Regions from separate parts of the Mus musculus genome. Here all the other regions are linked to region 6. Evidence: chromatin contacts called from public Hi-C and promoter capture Hi-C data. All regions are on one chromosome and are shown on one strand. The core of a region is the stretch at or near the end of the contact, and the rest is flanking DNA. Distances in the headings are between cores, read along the strand shown. Region 1 holds the start of Rtn3 (reticulon 3). Region 2 holds the start of Fam111a (family with sequence similarity 111, member A). Region 3 holds the start of Plaat5 (phospholipase A and acyltransferase 5). Region 4 holds the start of Zfp91 (zinc finger protein 91). Region 5 holds the start of Dtx4 (deltex 4, E3 ubiquitin ligase). Region 6 holds the start of Fth1 (ferritin heavy polypeptide 1).

Region 1 (3,896 bases), core at 298-2,797, 2.5 Mb before region 6:
AATATTGTGTCATAATTCAAGACTGCGCTGGAGTCAACAAAGCATTTTCTAAACCTCTTAAAATCCTTCCTTTGACAAACCGAATTTTTCGCCAAAGACTCAGTTCTCTTAAGAACCACCACCTGCCAGTGGTGCATATTTTTCCTCAAGAAGGCATCTGCACTGCAGATCTCTCTGATCTGAGTCGAGCTTGCCAGTCAGCTCCCACCAGCAGGCAGACTTGTATACAAAAGAAACTAAAGGAGGCCGCCAGCGTCCCTCCTAGTCTTTTCACACACAAGAGAGAAGGGGGTTCAAGCAGCCCAGGCTTTGTCTGAATTCTTTCCCCTGCAGCAATCGTTCCCTTTTGTTATGCTGCTATTGAGAATAGGCCATCGAAAACAAGAAATCAAAACATGGTGATGGCTTGGCAAGACTGTATTTATTATCTTCTAGAATATAGCAACTGACTGCGTGTCCCCACCCCCACGATGCACCACCGGTGAAGAGCCGGCTGTGTTGCAGATGCAGCCAAGGATCCATCTTGGACTATCAGCAGCTCCCTCCCAAATCTTCCCATGCTATTCTCATCACGCCTCATCTACCTCAGAGTCTCAGAAAAAAAAAAAAAAAAAAAAAAAAATCTGGCATTCAGTTTAGCCAAAAACAGTAACAGAACTTCCTGATCCTTCTGGCGAACAAAAAAAAAAAAAAATTTTTTTTTGGAAGGCTATATCATCCATTTAAGATTGTGTCAACCGGTCTGCAAACCTGCAACGCCACCTTTTCCACCACTACCCCTCTCAAAATCCTAGCGACTTCATTTCTCCTACGTCCCACCTGTCACAATCCCCTGAGGCTCGCTAATCCTGCTCTAAGTCACCCCCACCCCCCGACCCACCCTAGGGCTCTCGGGCCTCCAGCACTCGATCCATTGGGTGCACATAGCCTTTCTCCGTTTTCACCCCACTGCGGTGCCCTCCCTTGCAGGGGGTCAGCGTCAACGCCCACTCTAGTTCACCACCCCGCCCCCAACCTGTTTTCTTCACACCCCGTTATTTCCTCACCTCGGTCCTTCGCTCCCCTCCCCCTTAGCCTGTTCCTCAAATGCCCGCCAAGAGACTAAAGCCGCCCACGGCCCAGACAGGTCGCTCGCCCCTTCCCGGAGACCCAGTAGCTCGCGCTCCCCAGGGACCAAGCCCCACGCGCGCCTCACCCGCACACGAGGAGCCGCAGCTCTTCGCCCCCAGGGCGGGGCAGGCTCCAGGGCTCCCGCCGCCGCCGCCGAGAGCTGACGGCTCGGCCCCGGAGGACGACGAGGAGACTGACGGGGACTGAGTGGCCGCTGACGACTCCGCCATGGCTGTACGAGCAAGGGCGGGAGAAGGGTGAAGAGAGACGTAGGGCGGGAGAGTGGGAGGGGACACAGAATAATCCAGCAGCTGGCTCTCCGAAGTTCCCGGCGACGCCTGTTCGGAAGACTGACTCCGACAGACTGACTGACTCAGCCGAGCTCCGCAGGGAGAGAAGGAGTGCGAGCGCGCATGCGCACAAAGAGCCTGGACGCGCGGGCGGCGGCCTCGGAGGCGCGCAGCGACGCAATGCGCAGGCGCAAGAACTGTCCCTCTGCGCTCCCGCAGGAAAGGACGCAGTGACTGGGCCCGCGGGTGGGGCAGGCCTCTCGGGGGTGAGGGGTAGGGGGTGGGGGAATGGGGGAAAGCCTGACGTAAGGGGCGTGGCTAAACTCTAGAACCGGCCCGCCACTGCAGCCCCTGCTACAGATTAACCGTGCCCAGTCTCCCCACCTTCCACTTGTTTATGTGAATGTTTTCTAGCTGGCAGATTATGTTTCTTTATGCCTTCATAAGCTACAAATTTTTTATTATAAATCCTAATTGATGTCTTTGCCTGATACGTACCAGCCTGTGACTCCAAAGAGTACAATATTTAAAGACCCCCCCTCTGTAATGTTCTTTTTGAATTATCTGGTCGTGTCGTAATATCGCCCCACCGAGGCAGGCATGGTACAGTCCCATGTTTGATAGGTGGAGAAAGATGCTAAACAGAATGAGAAACTATTACTCATTCCAATCACATTGCAATGCAGGCACAGAATCGGCTTCATATTTTTATCTTGTTTTTCTTCCCAAAGAGGCTTCAGGTTGTCTTTTCTCTGAGCTATGTTCTGAGCTACAAAAAACATACTTTGGAAAATAAAAAAGAAGCTGCCGAGGAAAGGAAAACCAGGAGAAAACGTCTTGGTTGGGACTGGGGGAATGGAGTGGACATGAAATGAGGTATTAAAAATGAGGCACAGATACTCATAATACTGAATTTTATTCATGTCCTAAGATGAGTCCCCCAAAAAATGACATTTGAAACTGGACATCAATTTATGTCAAATTTTGTTCTTTTTAAATTTTAAGTACATAATGATGATAAAGCTGTGGGATTTGATGTTGCTAAGTAGCAATCTATGACCCAAAGTGCAATTGCAGATTCAGCAAATTCTGTAAAGATGCTAACTCACAGAGGGAGCGCTAGGCAAGCAGGCTGCTGCAGATGGGGAACAAGCTGTGGACCGCATCTGTCCTAGACAGTTTTTTAAGGTCAAATAAAGCTCAGATAGCATCTTGGTTGTTGCAGTGTTCTGAAAACGATCCAGGATATTTCCCAAAATGACTCTGGAAAATATCTTACTCTGTCACTCAACGGCAGGCATCAATTGATAGTGCAGCAAACTGTCCCCCGATGCTGTTGAGTGCCAGAGAACGATGGCAAAGGGAACTGTATGCCAGTAATCAGGAATCCAATTACTTATTTTGGTGAATGCTTAAGTATTTTTTTCTTAAAGTCTATGTTAAAGTCAGGCATGCTGGATAGTTCTATGTTACCTTGAAATCTGAAAAGAGGGAACCTTGATTAAGAAAATGACTCCAGCCAGGCAGTGGTGGCACACACCTTTAATCCCAGCACTTGGGAGGTAGAGGCAGGTGGATTTCTGAGTTCAAGACCATCCTGGTCTACAGAGTGAGTTCCAGGACAGCCAGGGCTACAACAGAGAAACCCTGTCTCTGGAAAAAAAAAAAAAAAAATGACTCCAGGGCTGGTGAGATGGCTCAGTGGTTAAGAGCACTGACTGCTCTTCCAGAGGTCCTGAGTTCAAATCCCAGCAACCACATGGTGGCTCACAACCATCTGTACTGGGATCTGATGTACTCTTCTGGTGTGTGTTTGAAGACCGTTACAGTGTACTCATATAAATAAAATAAATAAATCTTTAAAAAAAAAAGAAAAGAAAAAGAAAATGACTCCATAAGATCAGGTGGTGAGCAAGCCTAAAGGATATTTTTCTTAATCAGTGATCAATGGGAAAGGGCCCAGCCCATTGTGGGTAGGAGCATCCCTGGGCTGAAGATTCTGGGCTCTATAACAAAGCAGGCTGAACAAGCTAGAGAGCAAGCCAGTAAACAGCACTCTCCACGGCCTCTGCATCAGCTCCTGCCTCCAAGTTCCTGCCCTGTTTGAGTTCCAGTTCTGACTTCCTTCAGAAGTAAGTAGAATAAACCTTTTCCTTCCCATGTTTGTTTTTTGTTTTTTGTTTTGTTTTGTTTTGTTTTTGTCACTGTTTTGATGCAGCAACAGGAACCCTAACAAAGTTGTACCAGTGTAGTGGGGTCTTATGACAGACTGGATCATGTGCCCTAGCTCTTCCCTCTTGGAGTATGAAAGTGCTTATTTTTGATGTTACAGGAACCCACAGTTGAGAGACTTTAAAACGTTTTTAAAAAGAGATTTTAGAGTTTTACAGAGAGTTTGGATTTTAAAAGAGACTGGGTATTTTTTTTTTTTTTAAAGACTGAAAACTTAATGAGTGAATTTGTAAGGCTGTGGGACTTTTTCTTTTTTTTTTTTTT
Region 2 (4,310 bases), core at 1,471-3,970, 2.6 Mb after region 6:
ACAGAAAGAAGAATGCAAAGCAATATAAATCTTCTCTGTCCAGGCAGAGTCTCTCAAAATGCATCCCTGCAGTTTAGATTTCGTCAGAAACACCCTTATTGCAAACATGGGAATATGGTAATAGACCTCCATACATTTAAATATTTCTGGATAAATATAGAATTCTTTAAAAAGGATGTTTTTTCCCTTTTTGAAGTATTATACAGTTCACTTTGGTCTCAAATTCACAATCTTCTATTCTGTACCCTGTGATGATGGGATCACAGCATTGTGCCACTGTTTCTGCCTGATGAACTGAAAGTGAAAGACGTGTCACATGTGTTCCTCAAGCCTGCTGTTACAGGGTAGGAGAGAAATAAACTCATCTCCACTTGTCATGGATTTTCTAGCTATTTTGATGCCTTGCTTTCTAAAACCTGGACACACACACACAAGAAAAAAAAAAGAAAATGTTTTGACATTGCACCTCAAATGCATGGCATTTATCTGCAGTTTTGATATAATAAAAAACATTTTAGTTTCAGAGGACACAATCATTTGCCATGACAGAGCCTAAGAGTATTAGGCTCTGAATATCTCACACTACCACGATCAATTTAAAAATAACAGGAATTACAAATCATTTGGTCATTAATATCTCTCAATATCAATGGACTCAATTTCCCAATAAAAAGACACAAGCTAGCAAAATGGACGTGAAAACAAGATCCATCATTCTGCTGCATATAATAAGTAAATATACTCTGACATCAAAGACAGACATTACTTCATAGTAAAGGGCTAGAAAAAGATTTTCCAAGCAAATGGACCCAAGAAGCAATCTGGTATAGGCAGTCTAATTGCTATTGAAATAAGGAAGGTGGGTGTGTTTAAAACGTAAACAGTCTTCAGATGGCTCCCATTTGACTCTCTGTATGAGTTACATAATATCATGAAGAAACTATCCAGGAGTGAATATTGTACAAATTCCCTTCTTAGCAGACAATGTTTTTAAAATCATCTCACTTCTTCTGAACATAAAATATACCCTAGAAAGAACCACGCCACAGCTGTGCTAGCACATGCATGTGAAAATCATCTGGTAGGCCACAGGAAGTCTTGAGTTTTGTCACAAATGTGTAAAATCTAGTCTAGAGGGAGACTGTGGGACTGAGTAATGATGTAAACTGACTTACATTGTTAAAAACCATTCTAGAATCTATGTGAACTACAAACTCTGGGGTGTGGTAGATGTGGAAAAGAGCATATAGCTAGATATATGTTTTAGGTTTTCAGAGATGTTTGGGTTCTCCAAGGTGGTAGCAATAGTTGTAATCTGCTCAGTCTCTGTGAGCTGCTATGGAAACAGGTTAGTTGATTCTGTGGGTTTTCTTGTGGTATGCTTGACCCCTCTGACTCCTACCATCTTCCTCCCTTTCTTCTGCAGGATTGCCCAAGCTCTTCCTAATGTTTGGCTGTGGGTTTCTGCATCTGTGTTTCCATTCATTGCTGGGTAAAGCCTTTCTGCTAATGATTATGTTAGGCGTCTGTCTGCAAGTATGAATGAATATCTTTAGTAGTGTCAGGGGTTGGCTTCCTCACATGATATGGGTCTCAAGATGGACCAGTCATCCCTGGCCACCTCCACAATTTCTGCACCACTTTTCCCCAGACTATCTTGTAGGCAGGACAATTTGTAGGTAGAATGCTTTGTGGCTGGGTTAGTGTCCCAAACTGTTCATTGGAAATCTTGTCCAGTTATAGAAGATTACTGGTTCAGGCTCTGTATCCCCCATTGCTGGGGTCACCCTTATAGATTCCTGGGACTTTCCACTGCCCTAGTTCTTTAGCCATGCCCTAAGCATCCTCCTTCTTGCCCCATAACAGTTGTGTCTCCCAGTAATCTCTTCCCACTCCCTGCCTGGCTCCCTCCCTCCTCTTCCTCCTTTTTAATCACAGCTCATATTTCTGGAGTGGACACTCTCTTTATGAGTAGAAAATATTTACTCCCAATGATGCACATCTGGAAAAAAATCAATTTATTAGGTCATCGAGATGACTCAGCATCTGCTGCCAAGTCTGACTGAGTTTGATCCACTAGACTCACATGGTAGGAAAGAGCCTGAATTCCTGAAAGTTGTGACATGTGGCATACACACACATACACATATTACACACAAATAATAAATTTAATACATTTTTGAAAAATGAGTCTTTGACAAGGATTTGCAGCTTCTTTCTGATTTGTTCAAGTACTGAAGCTGGTCTGCTGTGGGGATGTTACCCCCTAGAAAGGCCCTGAGTCCTCCAGCCTTCCTCCTCCTAGCTCATTCTCTTCCTGCCTGCAGCCAGAAAGCATGTCACTAACCTGCTGCCCTGGTCTCTCTTGCTATTTGGAAGAAAATCCCTGGACCTGCCTGAAACCAGGAGGGAACCCAGATCTAGTCCTGGCTCCTCAGCTTCCCACTGAGTCCAGTTAGCATACCTCATTTGACTAGGCTCTAAAAGGAGATCCCTGGAGAGTAGAGGACCACACCCACTCGATTGGCGGGCTTCCTTGACTAGGCGGCCCTTAGAGACCAGGGCGGATGCACACTGCGCTTGCTCTGGTCCAGTCCCGCGCTCTGAATGCAGCCAATGGACTGAAGCACAGCTGGTTGCTGTTCAGAGAAAGGACCAATCCGCAGTCTCTCCACCCTCTGAACAAAGACGTCAAATGACAGTCTGGTTCTGTTTTTTCTAAAAGACCCGGGATTCCAGCGGCTGGAGCGAAGCTGCCATAGAGTGGAAAGATCCAGTAAGTAAAAAGCCACTTTAAGATTAATTTCTTCATGTCAGAATGTGGTGTGCAGCAAATATTCACCAATATATTTAGCAAGTCTATTTCATCTTGGAATAAAAATACACAAGTGACAAATACTGATTTCTTTCTCAGGCTTGCCTAGCAGGTGGAGTGGAAGCTATCCATATTCGAATAGGTGGTTACTACATTAACCTGATTTGTCTGCTGTTTCCATCAACATAACCCAGTATGTTCTGCTGAGGACTAGAAAATACCAGTCATCTTTAGTGTTCTTTAAGGGCACTGTGACGGTTTCCTCCCAAAAGCAGACTTAATGCTAGATGTTGGGTTCAAGTGTAGCTGGTCCTAGCTGTGAGCCAGGGAAGGTGGCAGGTCCATAAACAAACTGTGCTACTCTGAAATGAAGAGTGGGTGAAATCTCAGGCACACTGGTGGCATGGGGGAACTTCTAGCGCTGGAAAGCCCTTGGGACAGAGGCAGAAGGGCTAACCCATCTGAAGGACCCAGGGAGCCCAGGGTTGTTTTCAGCATTCTAGCCTCAGCGTGCTGGTATTGATGATGTGGTAGTGTAGGAAGAGGCAGGCTTAGATCAGCTCTGGTCTTTGCCTCTGGAAAGCCTTTCTGAGAGAAAAGTAAGTAGGCAAGAATGTGCACATGGCTAGCCAGAAAATAAGCGCCTTTAAGAGAGGGGGAAGTGAAGGTGGGGGAGGGAGACAAGGGGCTGGAGAGGAAGTTATTAGGCAATAGGGAGGGACGGATGTGGCTCAGAAGCCAGAAAGAGGCTTAAAGGGGCTTGGTGGGGCAGGGCGTTATTCAGAAATAGGGAGAGTGAGAAAGGCCAGGGGAAAGAAAAAGGGGGCAAGAGAAAGGGGAAGAAGATGGAGAAAGCAATTCCAGGAAACTGTTAGGGAGACCGAGGATGGGACTTGGTACAGGCCATATTGGTTTATTGCTCTACTAAAGAAAGATAGTACATGTAAGTACTTTGTCTTCTCAAATTATAATGTGGTATACTCGGAGGAATTTGTATTCACATCATTCTAACTGAAAAAGCAAGGAGGAGTGGAGGCAGGAGGGGATCATATGCCGGGCATGGTGGCGCACACCTTTCATCCCAGCACTGGGGAGGCAGAGGCAGGCAGATTTTTGAGTTTGAGGCCAGCCTGGTCTACAAAGTGAGTTTCAGGATCCCCAGAGCTATACAGAGAAACCCTGTCTCGAAAAACAAACAAACAAACAAACAAACAAACAAACAAACGAAGGAGGGGATCATACAATGAACTTCCAAATACCTATCATATAGCAAATAATTCTGTATTAGAGGATATTTCCACCATTTTTTTTTGAGACAAAGTCTCATTTAACTCAGGCTGGCTGTGGACATTTTAACCTGATCCTCCTCCACATTCTAATAAAATATGACCCAGCATGAATACCGAAAATCGTTTGTGTGGGGGTAGATATGGAATGATTCAGAATTGTTTAAGCATGTGCCTGTGAACTGCCAAATTCATATTTCTTTCTGTTA
Region 3 (4,211 bases), core at 187-2,686, 2.4 Mb before region 6:
CAGGGCTGGTGAGATGGCTCAGCGGTTAAGAACACTGACTGCTCTTCCAAAGGTCCTGAGTTCAAATCCCAGCAACCACATGGTGGCTCAAAACCACCCGTAAAGAGATCTGACTCCCTCTTCTGGAGTGTCTGAAGACAGCTACAGTGCACTTACATATAATAAATAAATAAATCTTTAAAAAAAAAATGAAGCTTCAATCATGAAAAAACCCCAAGGTATTAGGTTTGCAAAAGGGGGTTTGGAAAAATAGTTAAAAGGTAAGAGGATATCAATGGCTAGAGAAAGTATTTTATTCAACCGCAAAGAAGGACTTTTCATTGTTTGTAGGAACATGGAAGGAAAGGGGGATCATGTTTATCAAACTATGCCAGACTCAGAAAGACAAGTAGCATGCATGCTGTCATGCGTGGACTTTGGGAATAATAATTGTAAGGCCAGGAATGTCTGAGGGGGGCTGTGAAGGATGTGGAGAGAAATTGAGGTGAGATGATTTTGAGGGAAGGAGACTTGAATAGTGAAGTTGACCAAAGCACATCAAACACATAAATGGAAAGTACATGACTTTGTAGAGTGCAAGTTTGCGTGGATAGAGTCACTGTATGTACGCAGTCCTGAGACTGAAAATGGGGATCCCTTGAGCTCAGGAGTTCAAGGCCTGCCTGCCCAGCAGAGCGAGGTCCCATAGTAAAAAACTAAGGAAAAGACAAAGGACACATTAGACTGTGGAGACAAAGGACACATTAGACTCAGGGAGGAGGGAGAAGATGGATGGAAAGCAGGGGACGTAGGTGGGGCTTGTGTACTGGGTGTGTTCCCATCTTTGTGTAAACATTGTATATTTATTTGGCTTTCATTTCAAAAAGATTTATTTAATGTGCATATGTGTTGTCCACATATGTCTGTATACCATGTGCACGCCTAGAGCTAGTGGAGGCCAGAAGAGGGCGTCAGATTCTCTGGAACTGGGTTTATAGACCTTTGTGAGTCGCCAGGTGAGCGCTGGAAGCCTAGTCTGAGTTCTCTGCAAGAGCAACAGATGCTCTGAACCCTAGCCATCACTCCAGCTCCCGTGTTTCGCTTTTGTGTCTCATGCTAGCGGAGGCTTGCCTGGATGTCACTGTGTAGAGAAATTGAAATTCCCAGCCTTTATAATCCGGTCTCAAAGCCCTCGGTGTGTTTGGTTAGTCAGTAACTCTCGACTTCTCCAGCGGCCTCAGGTGCTGCCTCTGGGACTTTGGGACCGCGTCTTTGCGTGACTCATGAATGACCTAACTCCTGCGTGGAGCGCCTGCCTTTCCGTTGAGTTGCTGGGGCGCCTTCCTCCGCGCCAGTGTCTACGCATACGCTTACTGCACAGTTGCAGCGGCCCACACCCCACCCGCTCCCGCGCGCGCCCTCATTCCGCGCGTCCCGCCCCACGCGCTCTCGCCGCCGTTTGACACGCGCTCCCTGGAGGCGACGCCCCACCTCTCTCACCTCCGTTCCAGCCCCGCTGGCCCCAGTGCCCATGATCCCGGGGCTAGGCGGACCCTGGTCCGCACCTCCCTGCAGGCGCGTTGTCCCTGCTGGCCCCAGCGGGATGGGCCTGAGCCCAGCAGCCAGCGGGGAGTTCGGGATCCGCCTTTCCAGGGTCCCATGGCCACGCCCCACGCAGATCTCGAAGACCTCAAGTACAGAGTCAAGTGACACCCAATCTGCAACTGGACAGTCAACTGTACCCCACTCAGGTCTGCCCCAGGAGTCCCAGGAGTAGGGTCTCTCCCTCGAGATCTTTGAGGGTAATTCCCAGCGGTTGGCCCCTGCCAGAAATGGTTTGGCAGTTGCTTGCGTCTAGACAGCCCCCATACAAATTTTATGGAGGGCAAAGCAGGAACCGACACAGTTCTAATTCTTATTTTATACACACACACACACACACACACACACACACACACACACACACAGATATAATTTTTTTTTGAGACAGGGTTTTGCTATGTAGCCCTGGCTGGCCGCAAACTCTTACTATGTAGATCAGGTTGGCCTGGAACTCACAGAAATGCGTCTGCCTCTCTGCCTTCAGAGTGGTGGGATTAGAGGCATTCACCACCACACCTGGCTTTAGACACCATTCTAAATCAGAACATGCAGCCCACTTTTGACTCGAGTTGGTCTTTCATGGGGCTCCCTCCTTCCCCCATAGAAGGCAGCTGTGTATTAAATCACACCCCTTCCCTCCTGAACTAGACTCAGCGAGTTCTCAAGCGCTGTTGGTCCAGTTCTTGCCGAAGCAACTCAAGCAAGACCGCCGATTAGAACAGGCCCGAAGCTTTCAGCAGGGGTAAGAGTCTTACTATGAGGACTGGGGCTTTGGGTACCAGAAGCATTTTTGAAGATCTTATTTAGATGCTAGTTCTGCAGAACACCATACCCACCCCCTAACCTGCCTCCTCCAGATGGTTTCTGCCAAGGACAAACTAGTGAGTAGCGCCTGCTGGGTAAGATTGAACTAGGCTGCAGACCTGATGACTGTTGGCGTATCTTGTGGAAGTTTTTACCCACAAGACCACTCTCCAGACTCATCAAAGTTGAGTGAGTTTGTAGGAGTACAAACCAGTGAAAAATTTAGGAGGTTTGTGCCTGGGCATTAGGTTGGGGCAAGGAGAGGAGGTTTGAGGCGTTTTGCATTTTATTATACTCTATTATGTACCGTCTTCTCTCCTTTTAAGATCAGTGTGTATCACTCACTGATAGAGATTTGAAAAGAATAATGTGCAAATTAGAAAATAATCAGAAAGCTCTGACCAGAGGGGGAAGGGAGAATGAATAATAGAATTTATTTGAGAATAAGTTCATAGTCCAGTGCAAAATGCACACACCTTGTGGAAACCAGCAGCCCATTCCAAGGAATAGAGAAGAGGAAGACACATTTAGAGTTGAATCGAGGAGAATTAAAGTTGCTGTGAATAAATCATCTTTGGCCACAGGTTTAATTATAACAGGGGTGTTTAGGGACCAGCAGGGTATGCCAATCCAAGATGAATGATTGCTGGGCAGGGGTGTCCCCTGAGAAGCAACATTGTGGCAGGACGTGGTGCTCTTTGTGCAAAGTTATGGCTTGTGGGATTCCTCAAAGTAGCTCTTGCCAGCAGTGCATGCCAGCACTCCCTATGGCTGCATTTTTGTCTGAATTTGAGACCAGGGACTCCATTTTGAATGTGACACTTCTCACCTACACACTCAGTTTTAAGCAATTGGAGACAACCAGGGCGAAGCTGTTGAACTGTATGAAGGCGAATGAATGTCTTCATAGAGTCAAGTTTGCAGGTGTGTGTGTCTCTTTCGATGACAAAACTGAAAGGTGTCTTAAAAGCACAGATCTGTTCAGTCACACAGACTTTCCAACAGCCGTGGAACGATGTTTACAATGTGATTGCAAAACCATTTTCTAGAGAGAAGCCGGAAACTAGTTTGGAGCTCACACCCAGCAAGAAGAGGACAGAGCTGATTCCAACATCAAATTCAGAGATCGAAAGCACACAAAAAAACCAAGCAGTTGAGGTGCGTATCCCAGGAATCCATAGGATGAGTGTTTTAGTTTCTTGGTCATTGCTCACTGCATCGTGTTTTACTCTGCGTCTAATAAATATCTGCACCGACATGAGAGATTGGTTATGTGTTTTTTAAAGTAGATTTCCTGAGGCACATTTAGCCCATATTTAAATTCTAGATTTTTAAAATATGCAATTAGACACATTCTGATATTGTTATGTTAGAGCTGAAAAGAGAAAAATGGCAGGTTCCTGGGAAGGAGCTGACATGAGATTACCCTGCTCCCTCAGAAGACCTTTATTAGGAGGAGAGAGAGCTTCACAATGTGGGGGGGGGGGCAGCATCAGGCCTTGGAGCGGGAGAGCTGGAGAGCTGGAGAAAGAGAGTGTCTTAGCAGCCACAGGCCTTGGAGGAAGAGAGTGCTGACCCTTCATATCCTGAGAGCAAAGGCGTTTCTAACTCTTACAGGGTTTGGAAGTGTGTGTGTGTGTGTGTGTGTGTGTGTGTGTGTGTGTGTGTGTGTGTGTGGTGGGGTGGTGGAGGGGGGAGGCATCATATCACATGATCTATCTTGGCCATGTCACTGTACCTAAGGGCATGGTGGCAGGCACAAGGTAGGACCGTGAATTTGTCCTGTAGCTCCAGGGGATGGGGTTGGTGAAGGGCTTCAAGGCCAT
Region 4 (4,306 bases), core at 488-2,987, 2.8 Mb after region 6:
GGCCATCTGTTAAGGGCCTCTAATTAGTTCAAAGTAGTAATTCAGATCAATGTAATTTTAAGAATAAGTACCTACGTTAAAATATCCGCATAAAGAAAAAGTTTATATACTAGTAAAAAGAACTACACATCTAGTTTAGTTGTAGAAAATACTTGTAATTTGCACAACGGTGTTTTCCTCTGACGACCAGACTATTTAGAAGGGCGAGGAAGGCTACTTTCTAAGTGGCTCGAATGCTAAGTTAAGAACAGGTAAAAACACTCTTCAGGGCTAGTATGGTGCGGCTGATTTCCTAACGGGGATGTGATGTAACACTGGAAGCGATAGGCTGACAAAGGGGGTGCAGAAGCCAGAGTGAGGACCGAGCAGGCGGGAGGCAGAGGGCGTGCAGCCTGCACTGGGCGACTTCGGGCGTGGGCTGGCGGCCACAGGCAGTGAAGCAGCCGGAGCCCGGCCGCCAGCGGCGTGACATCTGGCGTGCCGAGCCGGCAGGGGGCAGAGCAAGCAGGGTGTCACGTGGAGCGGGCGCTACGGGAGCCGGGAGGGGAGAGAGAACTAGAGGGGGGTCTTCCCCAACGCTTCAAAGACTGTTACTCACTGGAGTCGCGGACTCTTCTTGCCCTGAGCAGGAGACGGGGGCTTCGCGGCCGCGGGCTGATGCCCTGGGCCGTCGGGAGGCCTGTTGCTGGGGCTGCTCCTCCGCCGGCGGGGATACTCGGCCTTTCTCCGGCGGGACACAGCGGCAGCGGCGGCGGCGGCGGCCGCAGCGGTCCGGCCGCGGTCCCGACCTCCCCTCAGCACGCGGCTGCTCGCGGTCTCTGCAGGCGCCGCCGGCGCCGCCGCCGCGCCGGGCCGGAGCTCCTCCGAAGCCGCGTCGGCCGCCGCTGCTGGGCCCCCTTCCTGGTCCTGCTGCTCCGGGGATCGCGGCTCCTCCGTCTCCCCCGGCATCGGGGCTCGTCCGTCCCCCACCCCTGCGTCCCAGGCGGTGGAGGCGGCGGCGCCCGCGGCGCAGCTCCCCCCGCCCCCCTCGGCTCCCGGAGCGTCCGGCTCCCTCACTCCGGAGCGCCTCTCTCCCCCCCGCCCCTCCGCCCGTTCCGAGGGCGCCCCCCCCCACCCGCCCCCTGCCACTCAAGCCAGCGACCGCCGGCGGCGCGCACGCGCGCACCCGGACGGACACGCAGCGGGCCAATCGGAGGGGAGGATCGGCCCCCCTGGCCCGGCCCCTCGCGGTCTCACACGCAGCAGCGCACTCGGTGCCCTCCCCCACCCCTTCCTCCAACCAATCAGGAAACGGCTCCGAGGGAGAGCGCGAGGTTTCCTTGCCCGCGCGCCCGTTCTCACCGTTAAACGGCTGCGTCTCGCGACAATCCCAAAGTGACCTTTCTCCCCCCCCACTTTGGAGTTCGGCTCAAGCTAGGGGCGGTGGGAGGGGCAGGGCTGGCGAGGGCGGAGGCGAGGACAAAACGCACCGTTCTCAGCCGCGCGCGCACCCCCCTGCCGGCTGCGCGCGCACCTGCCTCCCGGAGGCGCCGCTGTCCCCTCAAGGGTTCTTACTAGCCTAAGAAGTAGCCTGGACGTTATCCCGCCTCCACCCAGACCCCCACCTTCCTGCTCTGGCCTTTCTGTCCCCAGCGCCGCCAGCTCTCGAGGGGAGAAGTGGTAAATTATTTGAGTTGCAGCTTCTCCTTTAAGAAAAAAAAGGCCCTGTCCGTTGCCGGATGAAAGTCTCTGAAAAAATGGCGGCGATAGGATAGAGGCGGGGCCGAGGGGACAGCGCGGGATAGTCGTGAGGCGCACGCGCAGGGCCAACTTCGCCGAGGGCACTCTGGGAGACGTAGTCCTATTTACTCTGCGCTTCCAGAGAAATCATGGGAAACTAGAGGCAGAGGGAAGGCTGGGAGCGTCTATCTGAGGTCTGAGATTACGTTTTAGCGAGGCATTGCTTCCGGGTTAGGTCGCGACGCCTGCGTACAACTGGCAAAAATATTGAGCCAATTACAGGCTAGGGGTCCCTGGGAGAGAATCCTACTTCTTTTAATCTTTTTTTGTGTAAGTGCTCCGAAGTGCCCTCGTCATAGTCTTTACTTACTTCGGTCTGGTCATTTGACGCCTCCTCTGCGACCTGTTAGCTACGCTCCTTTTTATTCCTCCATCTTGTGTTGAGCCTCTCACTTGTGAAGCCCAGGAGGTTAGGGACTCGTTCTGCGTCTGTCAACTTAATTTTAATAAAACGTGTAGGACGAAGTGTAAAGTTGTTTCCTGGTAGGGATGGGGCGCCACGGAATTGCCGTTGGCTGTGGTGCTGGAGCTGGAGAGCCGGTTAGCGTGACTCACTGATTTTTTTGTGGATAAGTTAGCTGTCGCTCACGTTCTCCACCCCGAGGCTGAATGCCTTTGCGGTCTGTAGATGTTTCTGCGGCACAGGAAACACAGTCATAATAGCAGCTCTGACTAGCGTTTACAGCTAAGTACCTTCCTGATGGGGAAAGGGGGCTTTCCAATCGTTCAAACCGCAACTGGTGGTAATGCAGCCTCTTATACGTTTGTATGCATTTCTTTCCCTCTTAAACATTGTTTGCATTCCTTGGGTTGCCTTTTACACATTGCAACCAGGAAACGACTTTCAAGGAGACTCCTTACACTTCGAAGATGCAAACGTCTTAAGTTAAAATCTACACAACAGTATGGAAAGATACAAAGTTTGGAAATCTGATTCAGAATTTTATATTAGCCATTAAATTTTAGACTTTTAAAGAAGTTCATTTTTCTTTCTTCTTTTCCTCCCAGCATCTGGCTCATTTGCCACACAGATAAGGCAAATGTTTTATAGTCTACCGAGTTTTGCGCTTTCAAAGGATTAGTGTCCTTTTCAGTTCTAAAACCCGACGGTATCAGTAGGAATGAATTTTCTAGCGCTGTTTGCAATGAGCACGTTTGGAACAGCACTGACATCCAATGGCTGCTTAAAGTAATACAAAAAGCGAGCCTCTTAAAAAAGGTTTTAGTAAAATGAATGACTTGTTCCTTTTAAAAGATGATCATTACAAAACTATCCCTTTATTCTATTCTTCTAGCCAGTTATTACTCCCTATTCCTGTTAGTCTCTTGGTAAACACTGGGACAAAACCCACTTCACAGGGCCATACTTATAGTTCTTTATATACTGCCTTTTCTAGGCAATTTTCTGTTAAATGCGTTTGTTGTTTGTTTGTTTCCTTTTGAGATGAACAAAGGCACAATAAGATAAAAATCTACCTCTCTCACCTTTTTGGAGAAATTGTGAACTGAGCAGGAATTGTAATTCAGATTCTGGAAGCTTAGTACCCAGTATCTTAAATCTTCTCAATTGATTCTTCCTTATTCTGTAGACGTTTGAATGTTGAATAACTGGATAAACCAGGATCAGAGAATTCAAAAGTGAACCCACTTCTCTTCAACTTTAAAGAATCTATAATCTGGGCCAGTGAGATTGCTTAGCAGATAAAGGCACTTTGCTGAAAAGTCTGATGAATTTCATCTGTGGGACCCCAGTGGTACAAGGAGAGCGCTTTCTTACTCTTACAACTTATGAATGCCTACATGAGCACACACACACACACAATTATTAAAACGTCTGTTTTAAAAAATCACAGTTTGTATGGGAAGTGAGGTCAGCTGTACTAAGTAAGTACAAATAGTGAAATGAAGTTGATGCTATTTAATCAGAAATTTTAAGAAAGGACCTGTACTTCCATGGTCTTCTAGTTTTATAGGAAAAGGAGGAGGAAGAGAAGGAAAGAAAAGGAAGGAGACAGAAAATAGCCTGCAGTGGGCAATGGGAAACTTAAACTTGGAAAACTCTTTAAGTATAAGCCTAAAATTTCTATGTGTGTTCAAGATAAGCCCTTGAATACAGTAGGTGTTTAAATTAAAAAAAGAATTAACTTTCAATTTTTATAGCCACCTTGGCCAATGTAGCATCAAAACTTCAATCTTGCACAACCTGCCTTTTTCTGTTAGCACAATTAAAACAACAAACAAACATATAAAACCCCCCCCCAAAAAAAAAACAAACCAAAAAACAAAACAAAACAAAACAAAAAAAAAACCCTGAGCTACTAGAAAAGAAAAAGTATTCAGCAAATCAAAAGTGAGGAAGTGCTAAGCAAATACAGGAACCAAAAGGGGTCACAGAGGCTGCTTCGCACTGTCTCATTCAGTTCCGTTGTGGTCCTCTTCTTCACCACATGCCAACAAAGTTCTTCACAATCTTCGAGACTAGAGCATCGCAGGTATAGGACAATGGAAGAGCTGGGTGAGTGAAGGG
Region 5 (4,020 bases), core at 1,506-4,005, 2.5 Mb after region 6:
TGCTGTTTTATTTTGAGCAGGCCTGGAACTCTGTCAGGTGGTCTGTTGATCCCACCTCCAGGGCTCAGCTGCTCCCCCCGCACCCCCCCCCACACCCACCCCACACTCTCTACCATGCATCACTTCCAGATCCTCCACCAAATACACAATGGGCATCTCCTTCTTCCTCTGAGGTTACATTTAATCCTTTCTCCCCATCTCCCAACATTTCTACTTATTTTCTCTTCTTCTCTGTCTCTCAGCTCCTCTTCCCTGCTTTTTCTATCAAAGTTCCAGCCAACCAGATGTTAAACTTCTGGAACTTTTTTCCCCCCTCCAGAAAGGTTTCCTCTATTGGCCATGGTCATACAATTCTTGGCAAAGAGGTTGCTCAGAGTTACGACTACAGATCACAAGAGTGAGGGACTGCACCTCTTTCCCATGACAATCCCAATTAGCACACAGGATGTGAAGGCTTTCCTAGGAAGCTACGGGGGACCTGTCCAGCAGCTGTTCCCTGAGTCACAGGGCCCTCCTCCTCCTCCTCTTCTCCTCTTCTCCCCCCCCCCCTCCCCCCCACACCTGCTCCAGGCTCTGCAGTTACACCCTTGGGACAGGCTAGCCAGAATTCCAGAAATGACCCCACCCACCCCCCAATTGAAGAGATTACTGTATGGAGACGGAAACTTGTCCCAAGTCATCAGTTAAGCCGGGACAAACTAGACCCAAAGAAGAGAGCAGCACCCTTGCTTTTCTTCTCTCTCCAGTATCTCCCAACCCTCACTCTAACGTAACCTATAGAGCTCCCTTCCTTGCTAGGATCTGGAAGAGCTACACGGCTGCGAGATTTGCGGCAGACCTAGTGGCAACTTAATTTTTATGGAGTTTAGTGCCTTGGGAGGTCAGAGTGGTGGCTCCTGTTTGCTATTTTAAGCAAAAAACCTAAGGACAGTTTCTTCTTAGCCTTTCTTCTTCTCTTGCTGCCTCCCTCCGTCCCTCCTCCTCCTCCTCCTCCTCCTTCTCTATGGACAAAGGGAGCAGCTTCCCTGCCAGGCATTCCAGAGCCCAATCCTCCCGCCTCCTCTCTCCATCTGCTCTGGCCTGTTGCTTCAGTGCTTGGAGTGTACAAGCAGAGGCATCTGCGGATGCCACCACATCCAGGATGCTCCAGTCCTGGAACCCATGCTCCACTCTCTCCCAGTATTGTCCCAGCCCTTTCATACAATAGACAGTAATTGGAGACTGGGGATCCCTTTGCCTCCCCAAGTCTCTTACCCAGGAGCTGACAGTGGGAAGGCTGGGTCCCTAGAAGAGGGCCATATAGACATTAAAGTTGAAAGGGGGTGGGGGGTGGGGGCAAGTGTATGTTAGGCCCAAAGGTGCCTGAGGCAAAGCAGGGTGAACTGAGGTGTGAGCAAGTGTGAGCAGGTGTGAGCCAAGAGGTTCAAGTAATGTCTTGCTGAAGAGTCAGCATTTCTTGGGGGGTGGGAGGCGGTTTGCAAAACCCTAGAGTTCTTGCACAAACGGCTACTAGGGGCTGATGGGGGCATAAAGGGGTTCTCCTGCAGCTAGGCTGAGGCTGGGTTGTATAATCAAGACTCTTTAAACTACTTGCAAGGACATTTACTTGGAGGTGGTCTTGGAATCCTGTGAGGACCTAGGGAAGAGAAGCACCTGCCCTCAACACCTATAGCTGATACCAGTGAGCAAAGCTGGCCACTGGGTGGATCACAGCGGACCCACGAGGCGGGAGCTCCTGGGACAGACAAGAGATGTGAATGGCTCACCCGTGTCTTGGCGGAACTGGTTCATGGACTGCAGGTCGATGATGTAGGGCGCGAGCCGGCTGTCCACCTGGCCCAACACCACGCTGCCCCCGGCGCGGGGACCAGCGCGCACCACCGCCTCGATGTGGTGACTCACGGCTGGGCTGTAGGGACGCCAGCGGCCGTGTTCGTTCAGCCATTCCCACACCACCACTGCCGAGGCCAGGAGCATGGCGAGCCCGGGGTTGCGGCGCGGTGCTGCCCACCTCCCGGGCCCGGCCTTCTGCGCTTCCTCCGGCGCCGCCGCCTCCGGGTCTCAACCGCGCCCCCCGGTCTGCGCCCCACCGCTGCGGGAAGCCTCAGCTGCGGCCCATGGGGGAGTCCGCAGCCGCGTAGGCACTGGGACACGGACCCCGGAGCTGCCCGTCTCCGACTGCGCTCCGCCGGGCTCCGCCGCCTCTGCCGCTGCTCCGAGGGGTCCAGCGGCTTCATGCAAAGGCCCGGCCCTGCGCACTCGCCGCCCCGCCTTGCAAAGCCACCCGGGGGCGCGCGGCCCGAGCGCGACGCTGCACCCGCCTCGCACCAGTTGCGCCTCGGGCTCCGCGGGCGCCCGCGTGGATCGCGCCGCACGGTCACGCCCTCCGCCCTCTCTCCGCTTCGAGTAAGCCGACCGCGGTGGCACAGCTCCCCCTCCCTGCGGCTCGGCTCAGTGGCCTCCAGGAGGAGTCGCCCCTCCCGGGCAGAGCGCCAAGGCGAGCTCGCGCCCGCGGAGGCTTCCCTGGTCCCCCAGTCTCGAGAGCACGCGCGCCATCCCGGTCCCAGCTGCCACTGCCAGGACCCAACTTTGCAGCCTGTTCAAATATGGAACTGTCTGTCTGTCTGTTTTCAGCTCAGCACCGGCCGTGTCCGCGGCGTGAGCTCAGAGGCTCGCATCTCCCTACAGCTCGTGCATGCATACGCATTCTCTCTCTCTCTCTCTCTCTCTCTCTCTCTCTCTCTCTCTCTCTCTCTGTCACACACACATACATCCACACCCACACACGCACGCAACACCCCCCACCCACACACACACACACACAGGAATTGCCCCACGCTCTCCTTGTTCTGTCCGTTATTACCTCATCCTCGTCTGCACCGTTCCCTAGCTGTCCATCAAAGATGCAAAAGCCACGCCCCATGGCCACTAGCACCAGCGATCTAGAGCTTCCATGCCCCCTGCTGGTCCAAATCCTCAAGTGCAGGTCAAAGGCCACACACTTGTGACCATCGAGAGCCAGTGCCAAGGGTTCCCTGCGTTTACATAGAGAGAAAAGAAGTTCTTGCTGTCCAATTTTTCTGTTAGAAGACACAAGGTAGACTAATTCATCCTGCAGTGTCTATGTAAATAAAACCATGAGACAGCAGAACAAACGCAAGCTAGACTCGCTCATTTTGATCATCAATGGCTAAAGAGGAAAGTAATATAAAGTGGGTTCTGACTAAGGGGATTGAAGCCTGTATTGCACATTATTGCTTGGCATGGTACATCACACGGGCAACTTCCACACTTGAGAAGCAAGAAGATGGAGAATTTCATGCCACATATCCAGACCAGGTCTCCAAACGAATTAAGTTAGACATTTTAAAGAGAATTATGTATTAACCTTGTCAGAAAACACACACTTTGTTTCTCCGTGGGTGGAACTGCACAATGAATCCGTTCTGACAAAGTGAAGCTGGAATTTGGAGCAATCTTATATTGGTAATGAGATTGTTAATCTTTTTTGGAATGGCTTTTCCATAGTTTCATGTGCTCCTTTTATATTTGAGGAGACAAACAGAAAACCGCTCCTAAGCAGATAAACTAGAAATTTCCAGATAGAGGAAACTTAAACTGGGGAAAGGTGTGGGTGGGTATTAAGAAATATTTAACTGTCTGCTTGCAGGACAAACAGGAAGTAGAAAGAACTAACGTTTACTTTCTGACCATTCTCTTTTGCACTCCGTCTTCTTGTGTCTACCACGATAACACGGCAGGGTAGTATAGTAGAAGTGAAATGAATGACAACACAGGAAAACATTTGCGCCTGGGTAACTTGTTAGAGAGAGTGAATATATAGTAATTAGTTGTGAGTCTGAACAGGTGAGAGGGTGCGCCAGAGAACCTGACAGCTTCTGGAACAGGCAGAAGCACAGAGGCGCTGAGGCAGCACCCTGTGTGGGCCGGGGACAGCTGGCCACCTTCCGGACCGGAGGACAGGTGCCCACCCGGCAGGGGAGGCGGCCTAAGCCACAG
Region 6 (4,015 bases), core at 682-3,181:
ACACTGTATTTTCACATCTCTGACTCTGTTGAGTTACAGGGTTAGAGCTGACATTTGTAGTATGGAAGATGACCGACCCTTCAGGAAGATAGCACCTCCTTTCCCCAATACTTGCTTGGCTTTGTTTCGTGGTATTGGTGATCTTATTACTTGCTACTTGAGTCTCTGCTGCTAAGGTAAGTGAAAATATTTGCTCACTACCATCACCCTCTTGCTGGTCTTCCATCATATTTTTCTGATGGTGGTTACCCTTAGAAAAAAATTGCATGCATTCTACATGTGACAATGACTAGGCTGGACTCCTACCAGTTTTGTATTGATTTACAGTAATGTTCCTAAAATCAAATGGATATGATATATCCATATTACCTACAGGGTAAAGTTTAATGACTTTTTATGGCTCGCCAGTCTGACTATGTTCTTTCCAGCTCTCCCCAACATGCACTTCGTTTTTCGGGCCAACAAACACACTTTCCTTAAGGTTCCTTGAACAAGGGAAGCATTCCCATGCCTGCCCATTTGCTATTCCCTCTACTTAGAACTCCTTTCCCCACCTCCCTCCTCCACTTTCCAAAGGGAATTTGTTCATCAACTTTAGCTCAGCATCAGTCTCCTAGGGCCATCGTCCTGAAGTCTGACTCCAGGATATTTATCCAGAAGCATCCTGCAGCTAGATTACCACTGAAATCTTTCCTGAAAAGAACATATATAACGTGTAGTTTTAAAAGACTAAGTACTAGTAATGTATTTCAGTAGACGTACCTTAAAAGGGGGGAAGAGGGTTATAATCCCAGCTCTCTGACGAACCAGCCTGGCTTACACAGAGAGTCCCTGGCCAGTCTGGGTTACTGATCCAGTAACTTTGTCAATCTTGCTTCAAAACAATAACAACAAAATCGAAGTCCAACTTCCAGTTTTGAGAATATGAACAGCATCTGCTGGTTCTCCACCTGTGTTAAAGACTAGACAAGGCTGAGCACAAGTGGATGTGGATGGCAGGGCCTAGCAAGACGCAGTGGCTAATCTCTAGTTCTGCTTGCTATCCAAGAATTCGCACCCATTTTGAAGCTGGGCCACAGCTACAAGATAGACACAGTTGGCTTGTCCCTCTGCAGTTTCCTGCACCTGTCACCTGCCATTCTGCAAGCATCAACTTCACTCCAAGGACAAACCCAAAGGTTACTGAGAAAGATAAAGGAGACCATTTTGAAACAGACACACGTAGGTCACTTCTTTACTTTTCTAATCCAGAGACGTCTCTTAATTTCAAGCATCACCAGGGGCTTTCTCAGAAACCTAAATGGTTTGGCCCCAGGATTGCCCTATAGACAGACGGCTGTTGTCCTGCTCTAAGGAGAAATGCGCCTTCTTAGCCTTTGTTTTTTCAACTGTTCTCAGAGCCATGTTTGCCTTAGCAAAAAGCCGGGGTTGCTTGAGTCAGAAGAACAGGGTAGACCCTAACCTCCTCGCCAATAGTTCCCCTACTCCTCCTCTGAGCTTCTCTCCACAGATTCTGAAGGAGGGAAAGCCGCTCTTTCCCAGTCCAACTTATATGTCGTTCGCCATTTACAGCGCCACGCTTCCATTTTCCTATTTGTAAGACGAAGTCGCTGTCTGGTGTATGTCACGACTAACAACACGCACTTTGCCTAGAGTTTAGGGATATCCTGTGAGAATTGAAAATCATCCTCATCGGTACCCTCTGTGCCCATCTGGGACCCAGATGCCTCTGCAGTACGGCTAGATCCAACTACGCCCGCCCCGGGCCACAGAAACAGCGCGCTTGTTGCCAGGCACCGCTCTTGCAGAAGCTCAGAGCCCCTTGCGTCGCCTCACACTCACACAGGCTCCTCCCCGCCCGCGCCCTGCGGGTTTGGGCAACACGCCCACAGGAAGAGGCGGGGCGGCGCGGCCCGCTGCGCTGATTGGCCAGCGCTCGCCTGACGCAGGATCCCGCTATAAGTGCGGCCCGCTGTCCCCTCCTGCGCCAGACGTTCTCGCCCAGAGTCGCCGCGGTTTCCTGCTTCAACAGTGCTTGAACGGAACCCGGTGCTCGACCCCTCCGACCCCCGCCGGCCGCTTCGAGCCTGAGCCCTTTGCAACTTCGTCGTTCCGCCGCTCCAGCGTCGCCACCGCGCCTCGCCCCGCCGCCACCATGACCACCGCGTCTCCCTCGCAAGTGCGCCAGAACTACCACCAGGACGCGGAGGCTGCCATCAACCGCCAGATCAACCTGGAGTTGTATGCCTCCTACGTCTATCTGTCTATGGTGAGTGCGGCCTCCTCAGGGCCACTTGGGGAGCCGGCGGAGGGTGGGTCGGGGCGTGGCCTGCTGCGGGCTTCCCCGCCTTCCAGCGCCCTTCTGGAAAATGGAGTTTGTTCGGGGTTCTTTCCTAAGGCAGGCAGCCCTGCCGTGGCAAGTCTGAGCACATAGCACCTTGTGGCTCCTGCATAGATCAGGCATGTCATTACACCACTTTTTTTTGAAGCCTTAGGGCAGTACGACTGTCAGCCTGGCCAATCAACCCTGCAGTTAGGTGCATTTTCTGCACGCTCGTCCCCTCCGATCACGTGGCCTACAAGCTTCTCTGTTTGGTTATGCATCCTGCTCCAGTTCCTCCTGGAGTATGGCGGGTCTGCTTGGTCATGGTGTCGAGTGGCAGCCTTGGGGCCTGGTGTAAAGAGGCTTATCTCTTGTGAGCTTACTCTTGTCCCCTTCAAAGCAGCCGCCTCCACCTCTCTGCTTATCACAGAGCCTCACTTGCATTGAAACTTATCGCTAGGAATCTCCCCTTCTGTAGTTATCAGTGTCACCCCGACCTTGCATTTACAAGGCATCATGTTACTGTATTTTTCTTATTTTGCATGAGTGTGGCTTACTAACAAGTGGTAGGTACATACTTGTTGGGAAAAGCCTGCTATCAATTGCTGGACAAGGAAGTTTTCCATGTAATAGTTTCTGAAAAACAGGTTTGGGGAAGGCCTGGACTTTGAAACAGGTCCAACTTCTGTGGCTGTCATTCCTGGAATATGAATACACTGAGTGCTTAAAACTGAAAATCAAAGCTTCTCCTAATATATTTGTGCTAAAATGCAATGCCCTCAATTGTTAACAGGGCATGATGCATTAATTTTATAAATCAGTGGTTGTTTGTAGAGCTGGAAGCCTTGTGACCTTGTGTTAGCTACTTTTTACATGATTGGTGAAGGAGGAGAAAAATGGCCTCCCAATGCAGGATACTCTAGCACCCTACCTCTTAGACAAGTAGATTTGGGCTTGGCTTAAATTTTTTTCTCTGCACTAATACCGAGCCGTAGAACACTTGATAAAGCCAAGTCCCAAGGTTTGCCTTCCCATCCTTACTGAACTTTTAAAAGGCCGAGTAGGATGGCTCACAGCCTTTGCATACAGCCATTGCGGTGCCTTGCAGTGGAGATCAGTAACATGTACCCTTTCCACTTTCAGTCTTGTTATTTTGACCGAGATGATGTGGCTCTGAAGAACTTTGCCAAATACTTTCTCCACCAATCTCATGAGGAGAGGGAGCATGCCGAGAAACTGATGAAGCTGCAGAACCAGCGAGGTGGCCGAATCTTCCTGCAGGATATAAAGGTAAGTAGATCCTAGGGGTGCCCTAAATGAGCGGTTAGACTTTATTCAGGAAATGATGGTGCACTGAGGCTTCTGTCCTTGTGTTGTTGGCAAATGGCAGTTGTCGAGCATCCTGCGGTGAAAGCTTAGAGGAAATTGAGGGCAATCCTTTGCCCAGAGCATGATGGCTCAGTGTGAGGTGTTTCCTGGCTTGGGTTGATTGGTAGATGACTTGACCCGATGTTTCATTCAGAAACCAGACCGTGATGACTGGGAGAGCGGGCTGAATGCAATGGAGTGTGCACTGCACTTGGAAAAGAGTGTGAATCAGTCACTACTGGAACTGCACAAACTGGCTACTGACAAGAATGATCCCCACGTGAGTATCGGAAACGTGGGATGAGTGGAGGAGATGATTTGCCG

The links. Promoter capture Hi-C pulls out the DNA fragments that hold promoters and counts their contacts. A called contact is a pair of places that touch in the nucleus more often than the background predicts. Capture Hi-C pulls out chosen DNA fragments and counts their contacts.
Region 1: a promoter capture Hi-C map of liver shows a contact between it and region 6, with 2.8 times the contacts expected there. A contact is called at or near these places in 3 of 39 promoter capture datasets (hippocampal neurons, liver and pre-B cells), 1 of 130 datasets of targeted methods (bone marrow-derived dendritic cells) and 1 of 9 other capture datasets (liver).
Region 2: a contact with region 6 is called in a Hi-C map of regulatory T cells, with 15 times the contacts expected there. A contact is called at or near these places in 1 of 484 Hi-C or Micro-C datasets (regulatory T cells), 1 of 130 datasets of targeted methods (bone marrow-derived dendritic cells) and 1 of 9 other capture datasets (adipose tissue).
Region 3: a contact with region 6 is called in a promoter capture Hi-C map of cranial neural crest. A contact is called at or near these places in 3 of 39 promoter capture datasets (cranial neural crest, embryonic stem cells and hippocampal neurons).
Region 4: a contact with region 6 is called in a promoter capture Hi-C map of hippocampal neurons, with 5 times the contacts expected there. A contact is called at or near these places in 5 of 39 promoter capture datasets (hippocampal neurons, liver, neutrophils and 1 more), 1 of 484 Hi-C or Micro-C datasets (CD8 T cells), 1 of 130 datasets of targeted methods (astrocytes) and 1 of 9 other capture datasets (adipose tissue).
Region 5: a contact with region 6 is called in a promoter capture Hi-C map of hippocampal neurons, with 3 times the contacts expected there. A contact is called at or near these places in 2 of 39 promoter capture datasets (hippocampal neurons and liver), 1 of 130 datasets of targeted methods (bone marrow-derived dendritic cells) and 1 of 9 other capture datasets (liver).

Annotation. Positions count from the first base shown.
Region 1 is chr19:7,481,744-7,485,639 of GRCm38.p6, forward strand. Rtn3 (reticulon 3) reads right to left here and starts at 1,548. Exons shown (of 9, transcript NM_001003934.2): 1 at 1,196-1,548. The coding sequence starts at 1,340.
Region 2 is chr19:12,570,805-12,575,114 of GRCm38.p6, forward strand. It overlaps Fam111a (family with sequence similarity 111, member A), which reads left to right and starts at 2,721. Exons shown (of 4, transcript NM_026640.2): 1 at 2,721-2,776.
Region 3 is chr19:7,611,101-7,615,311 of GRCm38.p6, forward strand. Plaat5 (phospholipase A and acyltransferase 5) reads left to right here and starts at 1,437. Exons shown (of 6, transcript NM_025731.3): 1 at 1,437-1,730; 2 at 2,230-2,323; 3 at 3,435-3,543. The coding sequence starts at 1,583.
Region 4 is chr19:12,794,386-12,798,691 of GRCm38.p6, forward strand. Zfp91 (zinc finger protein 91) reads right to left here and starts at 1,738. Exons shown (of 11, transcript NM_053009.3): 1 at 599-1,738. The coding sequence starts at 948. Gm44505 (predicted readthrough transcript (NMD candidate), 44505) reads right to left here and starts at 1,738. Exons shown (of 13, transcript NR_024093.1): 1 at 599-1,738. Lpxn (leupaxin) reads left to right here and starts at 4,194. Exons shown (of 9, transcript NM_134152.4): 1 at 4,194-4,294. The coding sequence starts at 4,282.
Region 5 is chr19:12,499,241-12,503,260 of GRCm38.p6, forward strand. It overlaps Dtx4 (deltex 4, E3 ubiquitin ligase), which reads right to left and starts at 2,756. Exons shown (of 9, transcript NM_172442.3): 1 at 1,767-2,756. The coding sequence starts at 1,977.
Region 6 is chr19:9,980,715-9,984,729 of GRCm38.p6, forward strand. It overlaps Fth1 (ferritin heavy polypeptide 1), which reads left to right and starts at 1,932. Exons shown (of 4, transcript NM_010239.2): 1 at 1,932-2,269; 2 at 3,467-3,613; 3 at 3,846-3,971. The coding sequence starts at 2,156.